Linked DNA regions of Mus musculus: region 2 is linked to region 1. The links are chromatin contacts, called in public Hi-C maps. All regions are on one chromosome and are shown on one strand. Each heading gives the region's core, a stretch centred on a gene start, on an enhancer-like site or on the middle of the called end of the contact. The rest is flanking DNA. Distances are from core to core; before and after follow the strand shown. Region 1 has its middle 55 kb from the start of Gm34725. Region 2 overlaps Chst15 (carbohydrate sulfotransferase 15).

The links. Hi-C and Micro-C count contacts between places; a contact is called where the count stands out from the background.
Region 2: a contact with region 1 is called in a Hi-C map of cerebral cortex, with 2.9 times the contacts expected there. The contact joins two enhancer-like sites. A contact is called at or near these places in 3 of 39 promoter capture datasets (the 3T3-L1 cell line, cranial neural crest and hippocampal neurons), 10 of 484 Hi-C or Micro-C datasets (cerebellar granule neurons, cerebellum, cerebral cortex and 3 more), 11 of 115 datasets of contacts at active chromatin or transcription factors (craniofacial prominence, differentiating embryonic stem cells, embryonic forebrain and 8 more) and 1 of 9 other capture datasets (pancreatic islet).

What each region holds. Positions count from the first base shown.
Region 1 is chr7:131,905,025-131,912,657 of GRCm38.p6, reverse strand. No RefSeq gene overlaps it. Among named protein-coding and RNA genes, the nearest start is that of Gm34725, 55 kb to the left of the region's middle. Within about 2 kb of position 2,882, at least 11 of the 459 cell types and tissues checked have an H3K27ac peak or open chromatin away from gene starts, as enhancers often do. A contact at or near this core is called in cerebral cortex, where this site is marked.
Region 2 is chr7:132,308,674-132,316,306 of GRCm38.p6, reverse strand. The region is part of intron 1 of Chst15 (carbohydrate sulfotransferase 15); the gene reads left to right. It overlaps Gm10584 (predicted gene 10584), which reads right to left and starts at 643. Exons shown (of 1, transcript NR_028578.1): 1 at 1-643. Within about 2 kb of position 3,671, at least 10 of the 459 cell types and tissues checked have an H3K27ac peak or open chromatin away from gene starts, as enhancers often do. A contact at or near this core is called in cerebral cortex, where this site is marked.

The DNA.
Region 1 (7,633 bases), core at 1,633-4,132:
ATTTTTCTAACTTAAAGAAGAATGAAAATCAGTTTGGCAAGACCACTATCAGATCTTCAATGACTTGCCCTGGTGCTCATCTTGATGTCTTGAGGGACAGGACACGGTATGGTGATAGGAGTGTGCAGCTGGGACTTTACCTCAGATCTTGGCAGACCAAGAAGTACAAAACAGATGGGAAGTAGGGCTGACTCCATAACCCACTTTTTCCAACAATGTCTTGACCTCTTAAAGGTTCAACAGCCTGGGTCCAGGAGATGGCTCAGACAGTAAAGTGTTTGAAGTGCAAGCATGGGGACTTGCTGAATACTCACAACATACACTAAAATCTGGTATGGTGGTACATGGGCTGCCATTCCAGCACTGGGGAGGCAGAGACAGGAGAACCACTGAGGTTTGCTGACCAGCCAGGCTAACTAATTGGTGAGTTCAGTGAGAGAGGCTGTCTCAAAACAAATCACAGCAAAGTGATTGAGAAGACAACCCAGCATTGAACTCTGGCCTTCATGCATATACTTGTACGTGAAACCACACATACATGTATGCCAACATGGAAAAGATCCCACAACTTTCCAAAAGTTCCACCAACTTGGGAGACAGGTGATTAGGCACATGAGTGTATGTTGTGTGTGTGTAATGGGGGGAGGGCAAAATCACCTTAAAAGAAAGTGGAAAGCAAATAAAAAGATAACAAGTACATATAATTAGAATGAAGAGGTGGCATTTCCAGGTCATATGTGTGAATACTTCCATACCTTTCTGCAGACAGGTAACGCAATCTGCACTTGTGTACTCTGGGACTCCTAGTTCCTTCTCCCACTATATTAGTGGTAGCCCATGTGTTTTATGTAAAGATATAGCTGCAAAACTCCTTGTATATTCCCCCTCTCTTTTTTTTAGCATTACCAATATCAAGGCGATATTCCCCCAAGCCCAGATTCCATAGAGCATCATGCTAGAAGGTTTAAGGTCATGGAGGACAGTGATGTCCAATATCTCCTTCGCAGCATATGGAGTAATGCATAGAAATATGGGATTCTCTCTGACACTAAAGCCTCAGGACATTTGCTAATAAAAAAGACTCCATCAAAAAAAAAAAAAAAAAAAAAAAAAAAAAAGCTATGTCATTTACAGGAAAATGAGCTCAGGGCTAGTGCACAAAGGTCTGGACCAAGTAGAGTGTGCAGCTTCTTTTGGGGACCAGTACTGTTTCACAGTGGGGCTTTAAGAACAGTCAGCTATTGGATGGATCACAGGGCTCCCAATGGAGGAGCTAGAGAAAGTAACCAAGGAGCTAAAGGTATCTGCAACCCTATAGGTGGAACAACATTATGAACTAACCAGTACCCGGGAGCTCTTGACTCTAGCTGCATATGTATCAAAAGATGGCCTAGTCGGCCATCACTGGAAAGAGAGGCCCTTTGGACTTGCAAACTTTATATGCCCCAGTACAGGGGAACGCCAGGGCCAAAAAAATGGGAATGGGTGGGTAGGGAAGTGGGGGGGGGGTATGGGGAACTTTTGGGATAGCATTGGAAATGTAAAGGAAAATATGTAATAAAAATATTTAAAAAAAAAGAATGGAATCTGAAAGGACACCTTGATCCTAAGGCTGTGCAAGAAGGAGAAGACTCGGTGAGTAGAACACACTCCTGTCTCTTCTGGGTTCTATCTGATTCTGGCCCTGTTGCTTTCACTGAATCTGACCTGAAGCCTTCACAGGCATCTCTATCACTCTTCCTGCCCCGCCATCACTCAGACCACAAACCCCAGACACAATGGTCTCAGCCTAGTCACTCTGCCTCCTGAAAATCTCTCATGCTGTCTTCCTTTCTGTACTTCCATTTTCTTTACTCCCGACATCTAGATTACAGATTTTCCTTGTCTCTCTGTGTGTGATTATGTGTGTGTGTGTGTGTGTGTGTGTGTGTGTGTGTGTGTGAGAGAGAGAGAGAGAGAGAGAGAGAGAGAGAGGTCATTACATATGTGTACATGCGTTCTCATGCATGTGGAGGCCAGACATAACTTAAAATGTCATCTCTACCTTCCTTTGCCTTACTTCGCTGAGCCATGGTCTTTCACGGAACCTGGAGCTTCTGGACTCCGTTGGAAAGGCCTCCCAGCATGACCTAGGGAGCGTCCTGACTCCATCTCATCAACACTAGTTATACAAACCCTTGCTGCCACATCCTGCTTTTACCCTGATGCTGAGGAACCAAACTCAGGTCCTCATGCTTGGAGAGCAAACACTTTGCCCACTGAGCCTCCCCAGCCCCAGAGTCTCTTTACTGCTAGCTTTGATCTGACCCCACCTCAACCCCACAGACCTAGCGCATAAGCTGCATGCTCTAAGAAGCCAGACCCACCATTCCTAACCCGAGTGGCTCCCTGTGGCTGCAGGAAAATCTAAGCTCTTAACGAATGAGAAATGACCCTTTCTGATTTTGTCTAATTCTCCTTAAACACATCATCATGGTACATTAAGCATTTTATCTTAATTTAAGACCCACGTCGTTCGTTGGCTTAACGGAAGCCTTCCTTCGAGAATAAAGCCTTTGTTATGAATTCCCAGTCATTTTTCTTATATAATCCTTGCTCTGAAAATTGTCTATAATTTCCAATTTCGATCTTTAAAATAAGGGAGAACTCAAGCAGGGGCAGGTATTTTTAAACATATATGACTCTCTCCAGGCTTTTAAAATCATCCCGCCCACACCCATTTCAGAGAGTATTTTTAGCGACTTCCATTTACAGAACAAGCTTTTTTCCAAAGAACTAAACTTAGTTTTCATGGAAACAACTCTTGCTTTTGGCACGCCTGTTTCATCAGCTTCTGTAAACTGTTTAATTACAACAGCAAGCACAGCTGATCTGGGAGGCAGGATGCCTGGCCGGCAGCAGAGGGACAGCACTGGCAGACAGCCAGGCTCTGTCATCCCTGAATAAGGTAGCCAGAACATAGGAATCTTTGCTGGCACAGCTGCCCTTCTATCTAACCTCAGAATGCCCCTGTCCAGATGACCCAAGGCTCCTCTCTCATTGTCCAAAGCTTCTGTCTAATTCCACTTTACCCTCAGTTTCTCACTAGGACAGCTTTTACTTTTTTTTTTACTTTTTAAAGTCATACACACACACACACACACACACACACACACACACACACACACGGTGCATTGTGGTTATATTCTCCTCCATTACTCTTCTGTATCTCGCTGTGATGCTTTGTATGTGCTCAGCCCAGGGAGTGGCACTATTAGAAGGTGTGGTTTTTTTGGAGTAGGTGTGTCACTGTGGGTGTAGGCTTTAAGACCCTCATCCCAGCTGCCTGGAAGTCAGTATTCTGCTAGCAGCCTTCAGATGAAGATGTAGACCTCTCAGCTCCTCCTGCACCATGCCTACCTGGATGCTGCCTTGCTCCCACCTTGATTATAGACTGAAACTCTAAACATGTAAGCTAGCCCCAATTAAATGTTGTCCTTTTGAGACTTGCCTTGGTCATGGTGCCTGTTCACAGCAGTAAAACCCTAACTTAGATGCTTGGTATCTCCTTTCCTTTTATCCTTCTTCCACCTAGAGCACCCCACCCCCATCCCAACCCACCCTTTTGGCTACACCTCTGGAGAAAGTGACACACCCTCTTCCAACATCCATTAGCAGCCATCAGCTCCTCAGGAACCGTTAGCATCTCATGGTTACCTCTTCCATCCACAGTAGCATACGGGAGGGCCTGCTTCTGTGCAAGTGTTCATAGTCGCTGTGTGTTCATGGTTGCAATGGCTACGTCCTATCTGGATGACAGTGCATTGTGACACTCCTCCTATCCTCTGGCTCAAAATTCCTTCTACCATCTCTTCTGTAGTAGTCCCTGGACCTGGGGGGTGGGGATACAGATAATCCACGTAAGCCTGAGCTCATGTCAATCACGTGTCCTTAGTACTTTGACCAGATAAAAGTCTCTGCATTAGCTCTCCTCTTCTGCCCTGGAGTGAGAGTAGGACTAGGCTACGGGCATAAAGGTGAATACTTAGAAGGCAGTTTGATGTGTCTGTGATCTTCCAGTCATTATCCTTTGACCACGTTTGTAATGCGTTAGTTATGTCTTCCCTTGTATGAAGAGGATCTCAAGTTCAGACACAAAGTAACTGGTTATCCCACAAATAGTCATGCCATTATTGTTGCAGTGACCATGTACTGCCTGTGGGGGGCAGTATTGTAGCACACCTGGGTATGGTTAGCTGACCTACTTTTGCATTTCCTCCTACGGTGGCTTACATAGCACCTTCTGGCACTATCAACGCAAGTCAGCAAGGAGGGAATTTCCAATCCAGTTCTATTTTGATTTCTTTGTGTTCTATAACCAATCTGTGAGGTATTTTGAGCAATAGGGCCTTACCATCTAGTTCCAGAAGATAATTGATGGTAATGGCGGTAGTGTGAATTCTTCTGGAGGCCTCTGGGACCTTCCCAGCCAATAACTACAAAGGTATCTTATACCTGGCACTTGTTTAAAAGCCTCTAACTTCTGGATGCTGCATTCTCTACCCATGGAAGCTACCGCTATTCATTTTTAACTTGTTATTTTATTTATTTATTTATTTATTTATTCATTCATTCATTCATTCATTCATTTATTTAATGTATATGAGCATGCTGTTGCTGCCACACAAGAAGAGTACATCAAATCCCATTACAGATGTTTGTGAGCCACCATGTGGTTGCTGGGAATTGAACTCATAACCTCTGAAAGAGCAACCAGTGCTCTTAATGGCTGAGCCATTTATCCAGCCCCGTTCTTATGTTTTAATTGTATTTTTCAATTTATAAAGTAGTAGAGTTTCATGTACTTTGATCACCCCACCAACTTCTATTCCAGGGGACCTAAGGGAATTTACTTTCAAGTTTACTTCTATCATCCGGGACTCTACCCCATGCTATCAAAATATCAATCTTAAGGCCTACCCAGATCTGAGGAGATAGCTCAGTTGGTAGATTGTTTGCCATGGAAGTGTGAGGGTCTGAGCTCAATCCCTAGCACCTACATAAACAAAACAAAACAAAACAAAACAAAACAACAAGCTGGGTGTGGTGGTACATTATTGTCACCCCAGCACTGGGGAAGTAGAGACTGGCAGACCCCTGGGGCACGTGCACCAGTCAGCCTAGCCTACTCGTCCAGTTCCAGGCCAGTTAGAGACTTGTTTTCAAAAAGCAAGTCAAATGGCATCTGAGGAAAAAAATGCCTAAGATTGGCCTCTGGTGTGTGTATGCATGCACACAGACATGCACCTGAACCCACACCACACACACACACACACACACACACACACACACACACACACGCATACAAAGATTTACCTGTCACGTGTTTTAAAAGTCTCAGATGAGGATTCATTGACATAGTGCCACCTGGTTGAATAGCTTTCTGGAATAATGGCAGATTCTGCCTCTACCCTTGTCTAAAGCTTGAGGCTCACTGGCCCTGTCTATGGTGACCCTTGAGTCCCTGTATCTCTCAGCATCCAGACACTCTCCAAGGCCGCCCTCAGGGCCACTGCTGCTGTGCTTACAGGGTTTCCAGAGGCTTCTACAGAACGACCTACCCCAAGCAGGAACTGAGTCGTCTCCTTCCAACCCGACCCTCCCACACTCCAAACTCACTTCACAGACTGGTTGGCTCACTTCTCATTTCTTTCCAAAATTAAAATGTTCCCTGGATGTGCAAGTGGCAGAAGGAAGGAATGGAGAGAGAGAAGGGGAACGTTTGGAAGGAGGGAGGGGAGAAGAAAAATACATAGACTAAGTAGCTTTCCACGCTGGGCACTTTTACCCTTTATCTTATTTTTTTGGTAGACTTTTCTAAGTGTCGGTCTTGTGTTGGATAATTCCCAGCGGCAGGCGCTTTTAGCAGCAGTGTGGTATAAAATTGATGTTGGGCAATAGCAGTTCCTGGAAGCACTCTGAGTACTTTGGCTCCAGAGGCCCAGGAGCCAGAGCTCCATGGAAGCAGGAGCCAGAGTGGCTTCTGGTGAGCGAAGGGCACAAATGGCAGGGGCCAGGGCCACTCAGCACCTCAGGTCCTGCCCTTCAGGCATCTGGGAAGTGGTTCTATTGGCTCTCTTAGTTCTGATGCTGACATTGCTAATTGACTGGTTATCCTGGTGTCGAGACGCGTAGTCACAGTGCTTTCTAGATGTTCCAGTCTTAGGGAGGTGGTAAGCTTTCTGTAGAAACTGCAGAGGTAGCTTCTCTTTCAAACCTGCTATCGCAGAAGTGGAGGGAACCGTTGAATTTTCTACAGTCGCCACACACTAGTTCCCCAAAGCCTTCCTCGTTGGCACTTTCTGTGGACCTCATCCTCATCCAGAGCCTAGCTCCTCCTGTTTCCGGCTCGCTTGTGTGGAGCAGGCATCTGAAATTCCCATCACCTTCAACTTTTGACCCTAGAGCAGAGAAGGTTGCTAGAAGCAGGGTGTATGAGAGGACAGCTTTGTTTCTTCAAGGGTCTGAATGGGATTCCAACTCTGTTGGGGTATGTTGTAAGAAGGTGTCTCTGTATTGTCAATTGTTGGTTGCTGTGCCAGCAGAGAGCTAAGGACTGGCCAGATTTTGGAATTGTTAATCTTAAGGCCCATCACCTGGTTTTCTGTTTTATAAACATTCCCTTTCCTCATTTGCTGATTGGCTTAATAAAGATCCAACAGCCAATAGCTAGACAGGAAGTAGAGGGGCAGAACTTCCGGGCAGAGAAAGGGTTTCTGGGAGAAGAAATCAGAAGTGGGAGATTTCTCCAGCTGGATAGGGAAGTGGTCTGATGTGAACAGGAACAGAGGTAAAAACTAGTCATATGGCGGTGGCCTAGACTAGTTAGTCTGGTTACATTTAGATTGAGTCAGTTGAGAGTCTGCCCAGCTGAAGGCCTTACCTATAATAAATATGAATAAGTCTCTGTCATTATTTAACATCTGGCAGATTCAGAAAGTCCCACTATACAACTCCAATAAGGGGACTGGCCTGTCCAGCCTGCAACGGAGGAACAGACGTCCCAGTCTGCCCAGCTGTGCCTTCCACTGTGGGGGAGGTCAGACCTTTGGAGAAAATATTTAGTGACAGGGAGCTCACGGATCAATCAATAAGCTAGACCGACCATTTGAAGATAGGCCAGTTGATCAGGATAGTCCTGGTTTGTCCCCATAGACCTTTAGGTTTTGGGGTGACTTCATTGTAAATGAGCCTTTGCTGCTCTGAACTTCACATTGCTTATACGCAAAATGAACATGTTATTTTTGGAATCCTAAACCCCTCTTTCTTGACAGGGGCCCTGGCAGTAGGAAAAGGAAGAACGAGCAGGAGATGAGGATGAAGTTAGGTTTTCCTTAGCCCTTCCGGATTGTGTGGGAGTTCGTCCATGTGACATGTAGCAGGGTAGGAATTGGGATGAGCCCTGTCCCTGGGGGGTAGGGGAAGGAAAATCAATGGTGGAAACGAAATTCTTCATGTAGCATTTCTCTGATCAGGAAGCACAGGCCTTCCAATATGACTGCATTGATTTCCGGTCTTCCTGGGATCCATTTTCCCATATGAGTTTAAGACCCTACAACTGAGAAGGTTCCGATCCAGGAATTTTCAGCTCCAC
Region 2 (7,633 bases), core at 2,422-4,921, 400 kb before region 1:
AGGTACGTGGGCATCTGCCACTGTCTCTGGGTACCAATCGGAGCCGCCTCGGGAATCCGGGCTCTAGCCGCACTGCCGCTCTGGGTGGGAAGGCTCGTGTGGGTCTCGGGGAACAGCCCCAGGCGTCAGCGTCTGTGGGAGCAAGATTCCCGAGGAGACACCGTGGGGACAGGCCTGGGAGGAACCGAGGGATCAGTCTCAACTTTTTTTACTCGCCGCTTTTCCCATCGTCGCTGTACCCTAGTCCCCGAAGCGGCCTGACTAGGGAGTCTCAGCTGTGTCTCCCGCCAGCTGGGGAGCAGAGAGCAGAACGAGGCAGCTCTGAGCTAAGCCGTGGGGGCGGCGGTGGCGGGTGGTGATGGTGGAAGCCGAGAAGGCAGGGGCCCGGACGCGAGGAGCGACGCTGAGGATGTTGATAGCGTGCTAGTCCGTGGGGCTGTGTGCTCCAATGGAGTGGAAGCGGGCGTTGTGTCTGGTAGCGGGTCTTGGCGCACTTGCCCATGTGGAGCCCGGGGGATCCTGGATGGCGGCAGGGCGAGGGGAGCCAGACTGTGCAGGGAATGAATGGAGAGCAGGGGAAGCGCCTTCTTTCTCCTTCTGGCGAATCGATTGGCCGGCTTGCGCTCATTTGTGTTCACGTTTAGGACTCCGAGGTCCCGCGCACCCTCGTTTTGACTGCCCCACCGTGGTCGAGTGTCCACGTTGCCTGCCTGCCTGCCTGTCTGGATCCGCTAGAGCGAGCAACCCAATGCTAGGGCTGGTTTGCTTACTGCTAGGCTACTGGTGGCTGGACGTGGGCACCTCTAGTAAGCGCGCTTTGTCCGGGTTGGAACCTGGGGGTGGGAGTGGGGGTGGGGCACCTTGTCCTAAGTCTTCTAATAGATCTGCTGGACTCTCACTGTGGCGAGTAAGTTAATGGCATGGAGTTTCCAGGAATGAAGTTCAGGAAAGCCTTGTGACAGCCTGTGGCCAGCGACTCTGAGCTGGTTACTCTTTTATCAACTGCTACTTCGTTCGGGCCGGTGGGGTGCCTCTGTAAGTGAGGACTGGGTCTTCAGAACATCCACTTTCTGCAATTCCTGACTGGACGGTGTGGATCACTTCCTGGGTTAGGGTGAGCATCCCAAAAGTTCATCTGAGAACATCTGTAGTCCCCTCTACTCAAGGTGAGGCAGAGGAAACCGGGAGGTACAGAAGCTCTCCCAAAGTCTCCCTTGGAACTCCCCTGCTCTCCAACTGATCTTTCCTGTCAGCTGTCTCATTGCAAAATCAAGACTCCCTTCTGCAGAATATGACATTGACTGGTTTTGCAAAGTTGATCTGTTGACTGATCCACAAACACACACATATGGTTTTGTTCAAAGTAGCTTGGGAATAAAAAATGGTTTATAATTGGGTTGGTTTTGACCAATAAGTTTGCTTCCCCCCCGCTCCCCCCAAACTAAAGAAAAACTGAGGATAATTTTCCTTTTTTCTTTTTGTCATCTCAAGAGATGGAGTTTGGAGGGGAAGTGGCTTGCTATTGTTGTTTCTCTACTAGGGCAGAGGTGAACAGGAAGTGAAGCTCTGGGTCCAGGCTTCCTCCCAAGGTCTTGCTCCCAGGTAGCTATCTCAGGGTCTCCTGAGGGAAACAGCACCGAGGAGACTGGTTATCATTTGCTTTTTGATGCATGCAGAACCTGGATCACTGTCCTAGCCAAAGATCCAGTGTTGTTACCTGCCATTCTTCCATCTTCATCCTTTCCTCCCTGTGTCTGAAGAGGGGCCTGGCTTTCCACATTTCCGAGAGATTAATCCTTGCATCAGGAGGAAGCTACACTTGATGGAAAGGTTGGGACCAGAGCCAAAGGGACTCTGCTTATTCAGACCTTGAGAAGGAGCTGGGGAGTAATCTCAGATTAACAAGTTGGGCCCTGGGAGCTGGGGAGCTTTGAACCTGGAGATAGCAAGTTGGAGATGTGTGTGTGTGTGTGTGTGTGTGTGTGTGTGTGTGTGTGTGTGTGTGCTGGGAAGAGGAGGGAAACACCTTTAGCAGGTGAGCAACACAAAGGAAAACCTCTGTTCAACTCTAGCCAGTTGTTCACGGCTCTTGTAATCTCAACACAGTTCTTAACCCTAGATATGGAAGCGTGGGCTGGAATCTCAGGATGATGGAGGTGGGGTGGTGGTGGTGGTGGTGGTGGTGGTGAATGCTCTTCCCCAGTTCAAAGCTCCACGTCTGGCCCCTTGCTGCTACTTAAAGAAGACCCACACTGGTACAGATAAGGACTAATGTGCTACTTGTGCTACTTCTCATGCCTGGGCCTATTGGGCTTGCCTAGGTCCCCCCACATGCTGTGTGTCATGTGTCCATAGCTAACCCATGCACCACCTTAATGGACAGTGAGACTTGACATAAAACTTTTTGTATACCAAATAGATTCCACCCTTGAGCCTAAGGATGGATACCTTGGGGATAGGACAGACAAAGCGCTTGCCCTCTTTTAAGAGGGACAGACAGACATACCTGTGTCGGACAGACAAATGATCCTTAAGTTGCAGGCCTGGGAGCAAGAGTGAGGCAAAGCACGTGCAAGAGGGGGGTTGGCTGAGGGGGTGGAGAGGAGCCTGGGCTGCAGCTCTTTATGGCCACTATGCTGGCTTGGGTCTCTTACAAAGTCCCAGATAAAGACAGCCCTTGGAGTTGGCAGCTGTCACTTTGCGCCTGTTCCTCCTCCTGGAGCTTCAGCTGGCCCCTATTTGTAGAGACATTGTTTGAAGACCATTTGTGTGAGAGAGGAGATGTTTTTCAAGAGTTGTAGCTGGTGTGGGGGTGTCAGTCATCTGAGCAGTCACTCAGGAGATGTGTCCTCAGTGGTGTGGGGTTTAGAAGCGACTGTTGACTCAATGGGAATAAACAACCTTCGTCTCTTTCTGGGCTGTAAGGGGGCTCAGGTACTGTAGATATTGAGTTACTTCGAAGGGCAGTTTGGTCCTCCAGCTGGGAATAAAGAGATCATGTTTGTTCTTAGCTTGTTGACTGTACAGACAGGGTGTTTCAACTTACACAGTCCTCAAGTATTGGGGTCTAGCATGGTCCCTGAGACTGCTTCTCCTCTGAAACACTAGGACCTAATGATACACATGAAGATCTGGCTCTCTACATCCCGAGGTGAACATGGAGGTGGCGGGTGCATGCTTAGCTTATCCAGCCTAATATCTAGGAAGAAAAGGGCTTGTGCCGATGTGGGCCAATAGGGACTGTTTTTCTAAAATACGAGAACTGAGCAGCAAGGCTGTTTTTGATAATAGCTGTCATTAGCTGCGTCCCTATACATTCACAGCTAGCCCTGCGCTAGGCAAGTCCCACAGATGTTTCTATCCTTTTGCCTCTTTCAGTGGTCCGGGGAAGGGCAATGGAACCCCCACCATGATTTTGGTTATTTATATGTGCAAGGAAGGATGACGGAACTGGAGTGGGGACAGGCCTGGACCTAGAAGGAGAAGGCTGTGCAGATCATAAGTGGTTGTGTATGTGTGTGTCTGTCTGTCTCAGGGTTGACAAGTGGGAAGCAATTTCTGTCCTTTACAGAATTTGCTAGGATGCCAGGGAAAGGGGAGCCTCCTCTCTGTCATATGCAGTAGCTCTGTACAGTATTTATGCGTTCCCTTTAGGTGTGGCCCCGGGCCAGGTGCACGGGGGCAGAGAGTCAGCTCTCAGCACGCCGTCCCTGCTCAGCGATGAGATTAGTGGGCGAGGCAGAACTTGTGCAAGTCAGAATTACATAATGCTGCTGACAGCCGTCTTTGAGGGGCCTTGGGAAAGTACAGTGGGAGACTGGTGAGTAGCTTGGAGGTTGGAGCTTTGGGGATGATGTCACCCAGGTGTCCTATAAAAGAGCAAAGCCCCTTCCAGGTGCCAGGAACAATGCCTGGCAATGCATTCAGGAAGCACTGGGTTTTTGTGGTATTTTTTTATTTTTATTTTATTTTTTTGGTTATAGAACTCATGACTGAAGATGGAGAGACATCTCTGAGGCCTAAGATTGCATGGCACCCTCCACCCGGACCCCTCATATGTATATTTCCTTAGAGCAGCTTTTCTCAACCCTTGGGTTGTGACTCCTTTGGAGGTCAAACGACCTTTTCACAGGGGTCGCCTAAGATCACTGGAAAACAGACATTTACATCATAATTCACAACAGTAGTAGTAAAGTTTCAGTTATGAGGTAGCAATGAAAATAACTGTATGGTTGGGGCTCACCACAAATGAGGCACTCACTATATTAAAGCGTTGCAGCCTTAGGATGGTGGAGAACCACTGGCCTAGAGCATCATATCCTCCCTCCAATATAGGCTACTCTGAGGCCTTGGCCGAGAATATAGTACAGTGATAGAGGGCTTGCCTAGCATATGCAACGAAAAAAGAGAAAAGCATTGAGAGAGAGACAGAGAGAGAGACACACAGAGAGAGGTCACCTTGTTCCAGCTATGTTTCCTGAAGCTGGTCTGTACCATCTTCTCATCTGTCCAGAGAGGGAAAGGGCCTGTGGGTGCTATTTAACACTGTTATATTAAGCAAGGTAGAGACCAGGTCACTCTCAAGAAAAAAAAAATGCTGGTTTAGCTGGCCTTTGAATGTCACATCTTGAGCCCTTCTCTGAGCTTGAAAGGGGAATGGGTGTGGGCAGGGAGCTCCTGGATGGGGCGCGGGCTCCTGACACCTCTTTTACATCTCTTGAACTCATCTCAGTTCAGGCATTTTAGCTTTCTGAGGAAAGTAAGGCTGGCAGGTCCTCAAAAGCAGAGGGTGTCATTAAGGAAAGAAAGAAAGAAAGAAAGAAAGAAAGAAAGAAAGAAAGAAAGAAAGAAAGAGAGAAAGAAAGAGAGAAAGAAAGAGAGAAAAAGAGAGAGAGAGAAAGAAAGAAAGAAAGAAAGAGAGAAAGAAAGAGAGAAAAAGAGAGAGAGAGAAAGAAAGAAAGAAAGAAGGAAGGAAGGAAGGAAGGAAGGGAAGGGAAGGGAAGAAAGAAAGAAAGAAAGAAAGAAAGAAAGAAAGAAAGAAAGAAAGAAAACTTGGGTACTGTACAGAATTGTGTTTGTGGTAGGAACACTGAAGCAGGCAGCCTAGTCACCCAGGTGTCTGGAAAATACCCCAACATGAACAGATAATTAGATACAGGCTGGGCACAATTCTGTTTTCCTTACAGTGTTCTGGGGCCGATGGTTTCACATTTTCTCTGGAAATGGAATATGTGCCTGCTGGGCTGTTTTGTTCTTTGTGGTCAAAAAGATAGTGTGACGGCCACCTAGGAGGAAGACATGCTTTTCTGTGCTCGCTTCCCTTCGGGTACTGGGCCCATGGCTCCGGCAGCACATAATCCAACCTGCATTACTGAGTAGGAGAGGTTAGAGGGAGGATCCTTGCAGTGTTTGGCTGCACCCTTGATACGTGGGTTTTAAAGCGTGTCTGCACATTATCTGCTTATGAATGATCTCAGTCAATGCAAAGAAGGGTAGCCGGCACTTCTGGTCAGCATGTTTAGGGCCACAGTGCAGACATTCTCCTAGCTCAGGGCTTGGACACCCTAGCCACTCAGAGAAACCATGTAAGTCCCAGGCAGAGCCTGTCTCGGCTTCAAGGCAATTCTGATTCAAGTTCCTGCTGTGTTTTCCCTCTTATTCCCGTGACCCTGGCAGCAAGGCTTAATGTATCATAGTCTCCTCATCTAAACACCTAAGCTAACAACCTCTGCCTGTATAGTGGTTTATTATAAATAGTACAAGTTCGGGTTCAGGGATACTCCCGACATCCAGCTACTTTTCTGGTGGAGATCAAATGTGACTTTTGTTCTTATCGGAAGCTGAGGTTGGCAAGTCTGGTGAGGCAGTATGATGGATAAGGTATACCATGAGATGCTTTGACTAACTCAGCAAGTCTGCACACCATTGGGTGGGTGGGAGTGGGCTTTCCCCCTCCTGGACAGGTCCTTTCCTCCTTGCTGGAGGCAGCAGAAGTGTCTGCTGACGAAAAGGCAAGCAGTGAAGGTCTATGTCTCACTTCTGTATTCCCAGGACTGTATAGATACTACCTGGCGTAGACACTGGAGGGGTGATACGTGTTGCTTTCTTCCTCTGTCTGGAAGCAAAGTGTTGGGCACAGTGTCTGGCCCATGATAAAGGGTTGGTCCCTGTCCTCTCTTGGGGATGCAGTGGACAGGATGGCCCAAGTGTGCATGTGATACATCGATTCTGTGTTGGTACTTGCTATGGGAGACTACCTGGTTTGTCATTCCAGGGAGTGACTCTATTTAGATTCCAGGCTGCGTTCAAAGAGGAATGCAGTTCACTTGAATGGAGGTAATGGCTGACTGCTAGCCAGGGTCCTTTTCTTTTTCTTTTTCTTTTTTTTTTGGGGGGGGGGTGTCTCTCAACTGGCAGTGGAGTTCTCCCCCACCTCCTTCCTCCGTTTTGTCTTGCTATGTAGCTGAGGTTGATCTCAAACTGCTGCACTTACGTGTTATGCTGGGACACTTGGCATACGGTGTGCCTGCTATTGGCTTACGCTCTTACCAGGTAGAGTTCTGTCTTTGTGCTAAGTTCCCTGACCAGCCAGCCTAGACTTAGCTATACTCAGGTCTCCTAGGCACTGAGAAGGGAAGTCTTGCATCTGCTCATTCTTCCTTGTGTCCTGACCCTCACTTAGGATCACTCCCACTAGGAAGTCTGGGCAGGCGCTGCTGCCATCTCGCATGTTCCCCCTTAACCCCGCCACATACAGCATCTTTCCTCTGAGCTTCTGTAGTTCCACTCTTGTATTTCTCAGATTTGAACCCTTTCTGTGTGTGCTATGTTCTGGTTTTCTAGGTAACGTCTGCTTACCTGGCCTATTGAGCCCCTTGATAGAGAGAAGAGGGCCTGGGCCCTTGTCAATTTCTTGTCATTGGACCCTACTCCTTGTTGAGACTGATCACTATGTATTAAGTTCATGCATCAATTTACAAAGACTCACCTGAGAGCTGGTCTCCTGGGGATGCTTGTGTATACTTGGAAGATAGGGATTTTGGACTTGGTACAATGACCCAGGAGTTGACATTCGTTGACCTTCTAGAAGAGCCTGGTGTAATGACCCTGGACTCCTGGTATCACATTTGAGGTGTTAATGTAAAAGCAATTACAGCTTTTTAAAATGTGACTTGAGAATCGTGGGGAGAATGTTATGGGAATTTGGTTGCTGCTCCAAGAATATAAACAGGAGTCATGTGCTCGGGCAAGAGCCAGGGGCCGTTAGCATTTTGTGTGCCTGGAACATATAGCTTGTCTTAGGGTTCCAGTCTCCTTTGTTTGGAATGTAAATATTTGCATTAAAAATATAAAGTATGTCCTAGTGTGTATTTTTAGTGACTGTAGTTTCTAAACCCCAAATCAGACTATTGGTCTACAGAGGATTGTTTTCCTCCAATTTGTGAACCTGTTTATATAAAGAGTCTTCCAAATGTACACATACCAGACCATGTTTACTTTGTGTGCATGACGGATCTCCGGGCCTCCAAGAAATTAGTGGCCCTGATGAATCAGGGCTGCTGGTGCCCCTTCTCTACTTTTTTCAGTTGCAGAGCTATCAGTAGCAGACTTTGAGCCCAGGTCCCATGGGATC